Regions from separate parts of the Zea mays genome. Here region 2 is linked to region 1. The links are chromatin contacts, called in public Hi-C maps. All regions are on one chromosome and are shown on one strand. Each heading gives the region's core, a stretch centred on a gene start, on an enhancer-like site or on the middle of the called end of the contact. The rest is flanking DNA. Distances are from core to core; before and after follow the strand shown.

What was found. Hi-C and Micro-C count contacts between places; a contact is called where the count stands out from the background.
Region 2: a Hi-C map of bundle sheath shows a contact between it and region 1, with 1.9 times the contacts expected there. The contact joins the promoter of LOC100280719 here to the promoter of LOC103636498 in region 1. A contact is called at or near these places in 10 of 25 Hi-C or Micro-C datasets (bundle sheath, ear, endosperm and 3 more).

The regions. Positions count from the first base shown.
Region 1 is chr8:174,551,824-174,555,939 of Zm-B73-REFERENCE-NAM-5.0, forward strand. LOC103636498 (universal stress protein PHOS32) reads left to right here and starts at 1,682. Exons shown (of 4, transcript XM_008658841.4): 1 at 1,682-2,106; 2 at 2,206-2,315; 3 at 2,452-2,570; 4 at 2,644-2,963. The coding sequence starts at 1,935. The coding sequence ends at 2,719. LOC103636499 reads right to left here. Exons shown (of 6, transcript XM_008658842.4): 6 at 3,456-3,805.
Region 2 is chr8:174,705,133-174,709,698 of Zm-B73-REFERENCE-NAM-5.0, forward strand. LOC100280719 reads right to left here and starts at 2,258. Exons shown (of 21, transcript NM_001153639.1): 1 at 1,761-2,258; 2 at 1,041-1,112; 3 at 609-712; 4 at 416-518; 5 at 168-329; 6 at 1-50. The coding sequence starts at 1,865.

The DNA.
Region 1 (4,116 bases), core at 432-2,931:
AGGGGACAAGTTCATCTATACTCTTAGCAATACAATGGAGTAGGATATTACGCTCTGATGGCCCGAACCACTCTAAACCCTTGTATTCTTACATCTCCATAGGTAAATCCTAGACAACACCCTTGTTCATAGGATTATGCGGGTGCTTTCTACCACCCGTCTCGACCGCCAGAGACTACTCTCCGACACAAGGAATTCCTCTATTTGTAGCCTAGATTATAGGAATTTTTGTTAGGTTTGGAACGGCTAGCCGATGTGGCGTACACATGGATCAACCAGAACACATCGCATCGTTAAAGACAACTAATACCAATCAAACTGTATAACCAAAAAATGCCATGTGTTACCAACTGGTCGATATCGACCAGATCATTCAACGGAGCTGTCGATATCGCCGATCGATACCAGCCAGTAGTGAACGAATACATGATCTTATCAAGCCCCAGACCGGTCTATTAGATTTACTGGGCTAATACTGCATTCTTGTCTAAAAAGACGGTAAGGTAACTAAAGACACATACATGATTTATACCTTGGGCGTTGAAAATAAATCTTAGGTGCTAATTTTAGTTTGTTGCTTAGTTTGATATGCTACTCATATTAAGAAAGTACCCTTTATGTCTTTGATCTTAGATGTTATGTTAGTTGGTATTACTCGTATCAGAAAATCAGCATTTACATGTTTGATATAGAACCACGATTTACTTTATTTGTAATATTCTGACTAAGCAAGGGAATAGACTCTATAGAAAAAGCCATCAATCTTTGCAGCATCAAAGGAAGACCATGTTCTTCTATCTTTTGTGAGCTTGTGTGTGTTCTTTTGGCCTAATGTTTGCTACGACGAGGTCCTAAGGTTCTTGACAATTAGTACTGGAGCGACGATTAGTTAGCTCATATTTTGACGAAATCACTTGGCAAGACAAGATTTCATAAAACTCACTCCAAAACTAGTTTGATTGAAATGCTGATAGCTCGTACGGTCGTACCACATGACTCAGGAGGAGGGCTGAAAATGAACTCTGGATGCAAAGTTCAACTTGTTGCTTAGGGGGCGTTTGGTTAGAGGGACTAAAGATTAGTCTCTAGTTTTTAGTCCCATTTAGTCTTTTTTTTTTGCCAAACACTAGGACTAAAATATGGACTAAAATGATTTAGTCTTTAGTCCTTCACATAGGTGCTAAAAGGGACTAAACCATATTAATTCCACATTTATCCCTCGTTTAGTTCAATTGTACTAATAGCAGGATAATGTTAAAGGTCATTTTAGTCTTCTTATGAGTCATTTAGTATATTCTTACTATTTTTAGCCTCTAGAACCAAACATGTTAGAGACTAAACTTTAGTCCCCTAACTAAACTTTAGTCCCTAGACTAAAGAAACCAAATATGGCCTTAGTTTGGTATGCTACTCATATTAGGAAACTATCATTTACTTGTCTGATTTTGGATACTAAGTTTGTTGCTTAGTTTGGTATATTACTCATATTAGAAAATTAGTCTTTACGTGTTTGGTTGATTGTAGGACCCGTAAATTATTTTGAATGTAATCTTTTATTTAAGCAAAAGAATATAACTTACAAAAGGTTGTTAAACTTTGCAGCACCATGTTCGTTTTGTTCTCCCAACGCCCCAACCCAAGCACCCATCGTCGTGCGCGGCGCGGCGCTGCAGGGCAAGCCAGTCCGCCAGTAGGCCACGTCGCGTTCGCCCGCGCGCCTCTCGTGAGTCGTGACAGGCAGCCCGCGCACCGCGCCGCGCGTCTCTCGTCTTCTCTCTCATGAAAGGGCAAGTGTCGAGCAGCGGCCGGGCGCACGCACGCACCCCACGAAACCACAGGCTTGTCACGGGAGATCGATGCCAAAGCAATAGCTAGCCGGAGCGAAAGAAAGCGGACACCGCGATTATATTACTGCGGAGCGGCAGGGCAGCAGCATGGCGGAGCGGAAGATCGGCGTGGCGATGGACTTCTCGCCGAGCAGCAAGAAGGCGCTGCGTTGGGCGATCGACAACCTGGTCCGCAGGGGCGACACCCTCGTGCTCCTCCACGTCCGGCACCACGGCCGTGAGGAGGGCAAGAACGTCCTCTGGTCCCGCACCGGATCGCGTAAAAGCTTGCTCGACTGCCTTGCCTTGTGTACTGTTATGTTAATAGCTTCTCAGCCGCTCCGCTGGGTTTTTTTGAATCTGATGAATCGACGGGCAGCGCTGGTCCCGCTGGAGGAGCTCATGGAGCCGCCCGTGAGGCAGCGCTACGACGTGCCGTATGACGCGGAGGTGTTCGACATGCTCAACGCCGCGGCCCGGCAGAAAGAGGTGCGCGCCGCCGCCGCTCTCTTTTTCCTTCGCCGCGTCCGCGTCTATCTATTAGACTATAGACGGCGATGATATTACTGATAGCGTTCGAGCTCGTATATAACGCATGCACGTACGCACCATGCTCGACGAGCAGATGCGCGTGGTGGTCAAGATGTACTGGGGTGACCCGAGGGAGAAGGTGTGCGACGCGGTGGAGGAGCTCCAGATCGAGTCGCTCGTCATGGGCAGCCGCGGCCTCGGCCAGATCCAAAGGTACGCGCCCTGCATGCAGCAATTTTCTGACCGTGCGTGCGTATTTTATCTGCTCCATTCCATCAACCTGCAGGATTCTGCTGGGAAGTGTGACGAACTACGTGCTGTCCAATGCGTCATGCCCCGTGACCGTCGTCAAGTCGAAGTAGTGGCTCTGGCCTTTCATTTCCAGAAAGATGAATCTGCAGCTAACCTATACGCAAACCGAAACAACTAAATCCGATATATTGCACCTTACGTTTCAGCTGTTTTCACTCCATGATTTGTTTTATTTTTCTAGATGTACCTGGACACTGTTGTTTTCGTGAAAAAGGCTGCCAGATAAACTGCCAGCTTGTATCACTACATGAGAAAGTCACTGGACAGCATCACTATACCATTTCTTTTTAACAAGGGATAGAATGGTTCTGCGTGTGGTCTAAATTATCCTCTTTGCTGCCTACAGATCTGCAAACTGATAAGGTACTACCGATAGCTGATTTCCCGTCCTAAGGCCTTGTTTGGATAAAGAGGGATTGAAGTGTATTTTAGGGATTGAAAGGGAAATTAGTTCATATTACACTTCAATACACTTTATACCACCTCAATCCACTCCAATACAAGATTACCCAAACAAGCCCTAAAGGATTTCTGAGTTATGGGCACGACATTAGACAAGGTACTACCGATAGAATGTTTTTACCCAAATCCTCCTAATAATCAAAAGCAGTAAACTGTCCGGTTTTTTATGGTTTTCGAATTTTTCGGCCCAAACTCTGACCGGCAATATGCCGTGTCATGTCATATCGATACCTAGAATATTGTGGCTGTAATAATGCCTGAACTTAGGAAATAGAAGTTTTTTCCCCTGAAGTCGATACCTGTATAATGTAATTGACAAGAACAGTCTCCAAACTTCAGTCAAATCCCATCCGATAAAAAAAATGTACAATGTGAAGCCACCGCCGCTTCTCCAGCACTTTTTTTTTGCTTTGGAGTGACGATCCAACTGTACAGACATTTGACTAATAATTAGACACCAAACCCTTCATATTACTGGCGTACAATGGACAAGGACCCTTATGCGACCTAATTCGTACTGTCCTACAGCTTCATTGCTTGCACATCTGAGATGATGCTTCTAGATAATGGCACCACCACTGAACGAAAGCGGGTTCACTATGACACCGACAATACTATTTTCTCTTTCTGTTCTTCTGTTCCAGAAGAACTGTCAATAGAATCTCCTTCTGTTCCTGCCATGCAGAATCCAATATAATTCTGAGGACAGCTGGAAAAATTAATAACATAATAATAAATACTTCTACTATTCACCAAAGGGTGCATAACAACAGGTAGAGTAGAGCATCAGCTGGAAAAATTAATAACATGATAATAAATACTTCTACTATTCACCAAAGGGTGCATAACAACAGGTAGAGTAGAGCATCAGTTACATATAAATGCTTGGCACCTATCTCCATTTTCAATTTCAATTTCATACAAACTCTAGATCTTTGTCATTGATTTTCTATGCGTTAACAAACCAACCATTTCTATGCTTTAG
Region 2 (4,566 bases), core at 1,008-3,507, 150 kb after region 1:
GCCAACAGAGCTGCTAGACTGTCATTATCCCAGAATATACCAGATGAATCCTGTAAATTAAATTCATTATTACAATCAGTAGTAAGTAGGAACACAACCAAGGGCCCAGCTGTTATTAGATTGGAAGGTTGGTGTACGGCCGTGCAGAAGCAATTAAGAAAACAGACCTCATATGGCTGTCTCCGGGTACTGATGGCATCATTCTCATTAAATAAGGGTACTACTTTAAGATCTAACAGTGAAAAAACAGTCTCACGGAGCTGGTCCCCAAAACTTGGATCCTTGAAATCACGATCCGTCACAAGAAGTTGAGATGACGTTACATCAAGCTGTAATCATATAAGCATCCTGTTAGAAACAGGTAACGCCAAACTCTTTTTACCACTAGGATACAAATTGGTGGTGCATGACTCACTTGGCTAAATAATGTGTCATAGATCGCCATCAGGACACTTTGACCAACAGCAGCACATGCCTTTCCATCAAAGTTCATCTGAGGATTTTGCAGATCTGCGAAGCTGCAAGTAAGGAGAATGGTCAGCAAGATACAGTTTGAGACAGAAAACACTTACAAGCCGTCATGAGAATGTAAGCCAAACTTTGTGTACCTGCTATGGATAAGTTTACGGTATTGGAGCCTCTGCCTCCCAACACCAACAGCTCCTGAGGTTACCAGAATCACCTCATACCCTTGAAAATTCAGTTGCTTCACCTGCATATGAAAGCAAGTTGGCTACTTAATGACATATACTGAAACCCAAAAAAAACCATGGGTGAAAGCATACCATGAAGATAATTTTAAAAACTAACTGTTTTGGCATTTGTACAAAAAAAAAAGACTACAGCTACTTTGATATACATAGTTTGAAAAATCTGAAGCTAGCCCTTGTAACAACAAGGCAATGAGGCCCCACGTGATAGCCTCATGCAACAATGAGGCACGCTATGAGCCTGACATGTGGGCCACATTTTTATGTTGTCACAAAGATGTTTCTGTTTACATTTTTCTTTTGAAATTTCCTCTATTATACGTATTGTACCTGTTCACAGAGAGAACCGAGCCTCCCCATGGCCAATCGGCCATTCATGCCAGTGACAACAGCCGTGCCCACCTGTAAGACAGCATAATAAATGTGAAACCAGCAAACATAACGACAAAATCTGGTAACTATATTTTTTGTTGTAAGCAAAACCTGCAGCTTAGCATTTTTTATCCCTTCATCTTTGTTTAGTGAAGAATCCTAAAAACTAAAACTGAATACACGTCCTATCCCAACGAGTGTCTTGTGAGTCAAAAAAAAAACAGAAACATCTGGGGCTGTTGTTTTCCCCATCCCGAGTTTGAACGATCAGATGTTGACCGGCACCACCAAACACCAAACATAGGGAACACGCGAAATACTATACTGAAACAATAGCGCCTGAGAAAGACAAAAACGTTCTCCATTCCCAACGGAAATACTTTCAGGTCGCAGATCCCAAACGAACAACTTTCCGCGTTTAGGACGGAAAGATATCCAGCATCGACTTCTTTTTTTTTAAAAAAAAAATACAGTCGCAAGCACGCCGCGAAAAGAAAAATGCGAAATCGGATCGAAATCGAATTCTCTACCCTCGCAAATCCGTACCGACATCGCAAAGACCTCACAGAAAACATGGGCCGCACGAAGAGCAACAAGACTTAAAAACGTCTCTGCATTCTCGCAAGACGAGACGATAAAAAGAAGAACGAAGAACAACGAGACAGGTAGGCCAATCACCTTGATAATGATTCGCTTGACGTCCTTCACGAATGCACGGGCAGGATCGGCGGTCTCCATGGCCATGGCCATGGCCGCCGCGCCTCCGATCCCTCCTCTCCCCATTCTCTCCTCGCCGTGGAGGCTGTTCCCTCGCTCGCTAAGTGGCTCGGCTCGGTGCGGTGCTGCGTTGCCTGTGCCGGCGCTGGTGCGAAAACAGAATCTCTCTAGGGTGCCGGGGGAGTACTGGTTGGAGGCGCGGTTTTATAGAGCCGCGTCGCGTCGCCTCTTCCCTCTTCCGCCTCCCGTCACGGGCGGGCCACACAAAACGCGCCGTGGCGAGATCACCCGCGCGCCGCCTGGCCCCTGGATCGTCTGCGGCGAGCAGGGCCCGTGACGGCCCGTCGGTGTCTGCTACGCGACCGCGGCCCCACCGGGCAGGGACGATACGGTTAGAGCCGCACCACGTGTGACGTGGCCTGTGGAATTGGGCAACGCATTGCCTAAAATATCCTTGACAGGGCACTGAGGGCAGGGCAGGGAAGGTGGTTGTGCTACGGCCTCTCAGGCTTTGATAGATTTTTTTTTGTACCACCAGCCCAAATGCCAGACGTCCTCTGCGGTGACCTGTTGCGCGCCCATTTGATCAGAGGTCGCGTCTCAGAACACCTAGGACCAGCCACCACAAAAATACAAGACTTAAATGAGGGCATGTTTCATATATGAGGCTAACAAAAAACCTGTATTTTGAAACGCTAATTACAAAGCTTAATATAATAAAAACTATGGTGGTTAATTGATGGTTAGAGTCTATTAGTCCTTACCAGCTCATAATTAGTTTATATGTAATCTAATTTGAGTTAAATGCATCGGCGGCTCCTAAACTTGTCAAAGCATGTCACTTAGGTCTACAAACTTTAAAAATGCATTTCTAGGTTTTCGCATCCCTAAATTTATAAAAATAGTGTGTCACAAGTTTATTACTGGACTGTAGTGTGGTCCACTTAATAAATTTAAGAACATAGAAATGCAATTTTAAAGCTCGTGAACCTAGGTGACATCCTTCAATAAATCCAGATGTCACTCATGCATTTAACGCATCTATTTTCATGAGATGAATTATTTTTCGATCTACCTGCATGCTTAGGGCCGATTCTAGGCATAGGGCTCCCCCTGGCGGCCACCCTAGGCCCCCAAATCCTAGGGGGGCCCACCTCCTGCATTTTATTATATAGCTAACAGGATAGCTAATGTTTAACTAAATAATCTAATGTTTGAGTTAAGAGTTTTGAAGCTAAACTTGCTAGAACCACCCATATCTTTTATGGATAAATTTGAGTACATCAATAAGATGGATTCCAATCATGTTTTTATAGCTTATCGAATCTTATTTAATATACTTGTCATGGTGGCATCAACCGAAAGGAGTTTTTCGATGTTAAAAATAATTGAAGAACTATTTTGAGGTCTACCGTCTCTCAAAAAAATGATTGAATGGTTTGGCCACCTTATGTATCGAGAAAAAAAATTAGATAAGATTGATATCAACACAATCATTAATGACTTAGCCTTCTACACTGCTACCTGGCCACACATCATCTTATGTGCTCCACCTCGCCTCGAAATTCCACGCTGGCATCAAGATCATGTCCAAAATGCTGACGCCTAGGCTTCAAAAGAAAATTGCCAACATAATTGACCAAAATAAGTCGGGGTTCATTCGTGGAAGATTAATATATGAAAACTTTGCCTATGCAGCCGAGTTGATCCAAACTTGCCACAAAAGGATTACGCCTGCTCTTATTGTTCAGTTGGACTTCGCTAAGGCATTTGACACAGTTAGTTGGCCTACTCTTCTGCGCATAATGGATGCTCGAGGTTTCCCTGCCAAATGGTGCGCCTGGGTTAACTCCCTCCTCACTTCCTCCCGGTCGGCAGTGCTGCCGCATGGTTGTCCGGGCCCCTGGATCCAGTGCAAGACCGATCTCAGACAAGGAGATCCCCTCTTCCCATACCACTTCTTGATTGTGGCCAACCTCCTTCACTTGATCATCAAAAGCTACCCAACCGTGCTGCACCCCTTGCTGATGGTGCTCTTGCCCCCGTGGTTCAGTATGTTGATGACACATTGATCATCGCCAAAGCCTCCACTGCTGGGGTCGCCCAGCTACGCTCTGCGCTTGATGCCTTCTCTAACTCGATAGGTATACACATAAACTACCACAAAAGTACCATTGTCCCGATCCATGTGGCACCCACCACTATTGAAACCTTTACCTCGATTCTTCACTGCAAGCTCAGCAGTTTTCCATTGTCGTACCTTGGCCTTCTCTTTCTGCAAAAAAGCTTAACATCCATGCCCTTGCCCCCTGCTCACAAAAACAAACATGTTCCTATCTGGATGGAAGGCATTGCTACTTAATAATGTTGGGCGCTGTGATCTAGTGAATTCAGTCCTCAACAATCAACTCATCTTTGCCATGTGCGCCTCCCTGATTCCCCCATGGGGTGGTCGATGTTGTGGACAAGCGTCGACATTCCTTCCTCTAGTCTGGGGGGATAAGGTCACCATATTGCATTGCCTTGTGTCTTGGAATAAAGTCTATAGTGAGAAAAGTCATGGTGGTTTGGGCGTATGTGATCTCAAAATACAAAACACCTACTTACTCCTCCGGCTCGTTCACGAGTTACACCAACCCCTGGACTCCCCCTTGTCGTCTGGTTCCAATCTAATGTCGTTGTCAAGCCAACTGGTAATCACTGGGGATAGCTTAAGAACTTGTTTCCTTTATACTATGCAATCACAATTGTTTGTCTTGGTAATGGT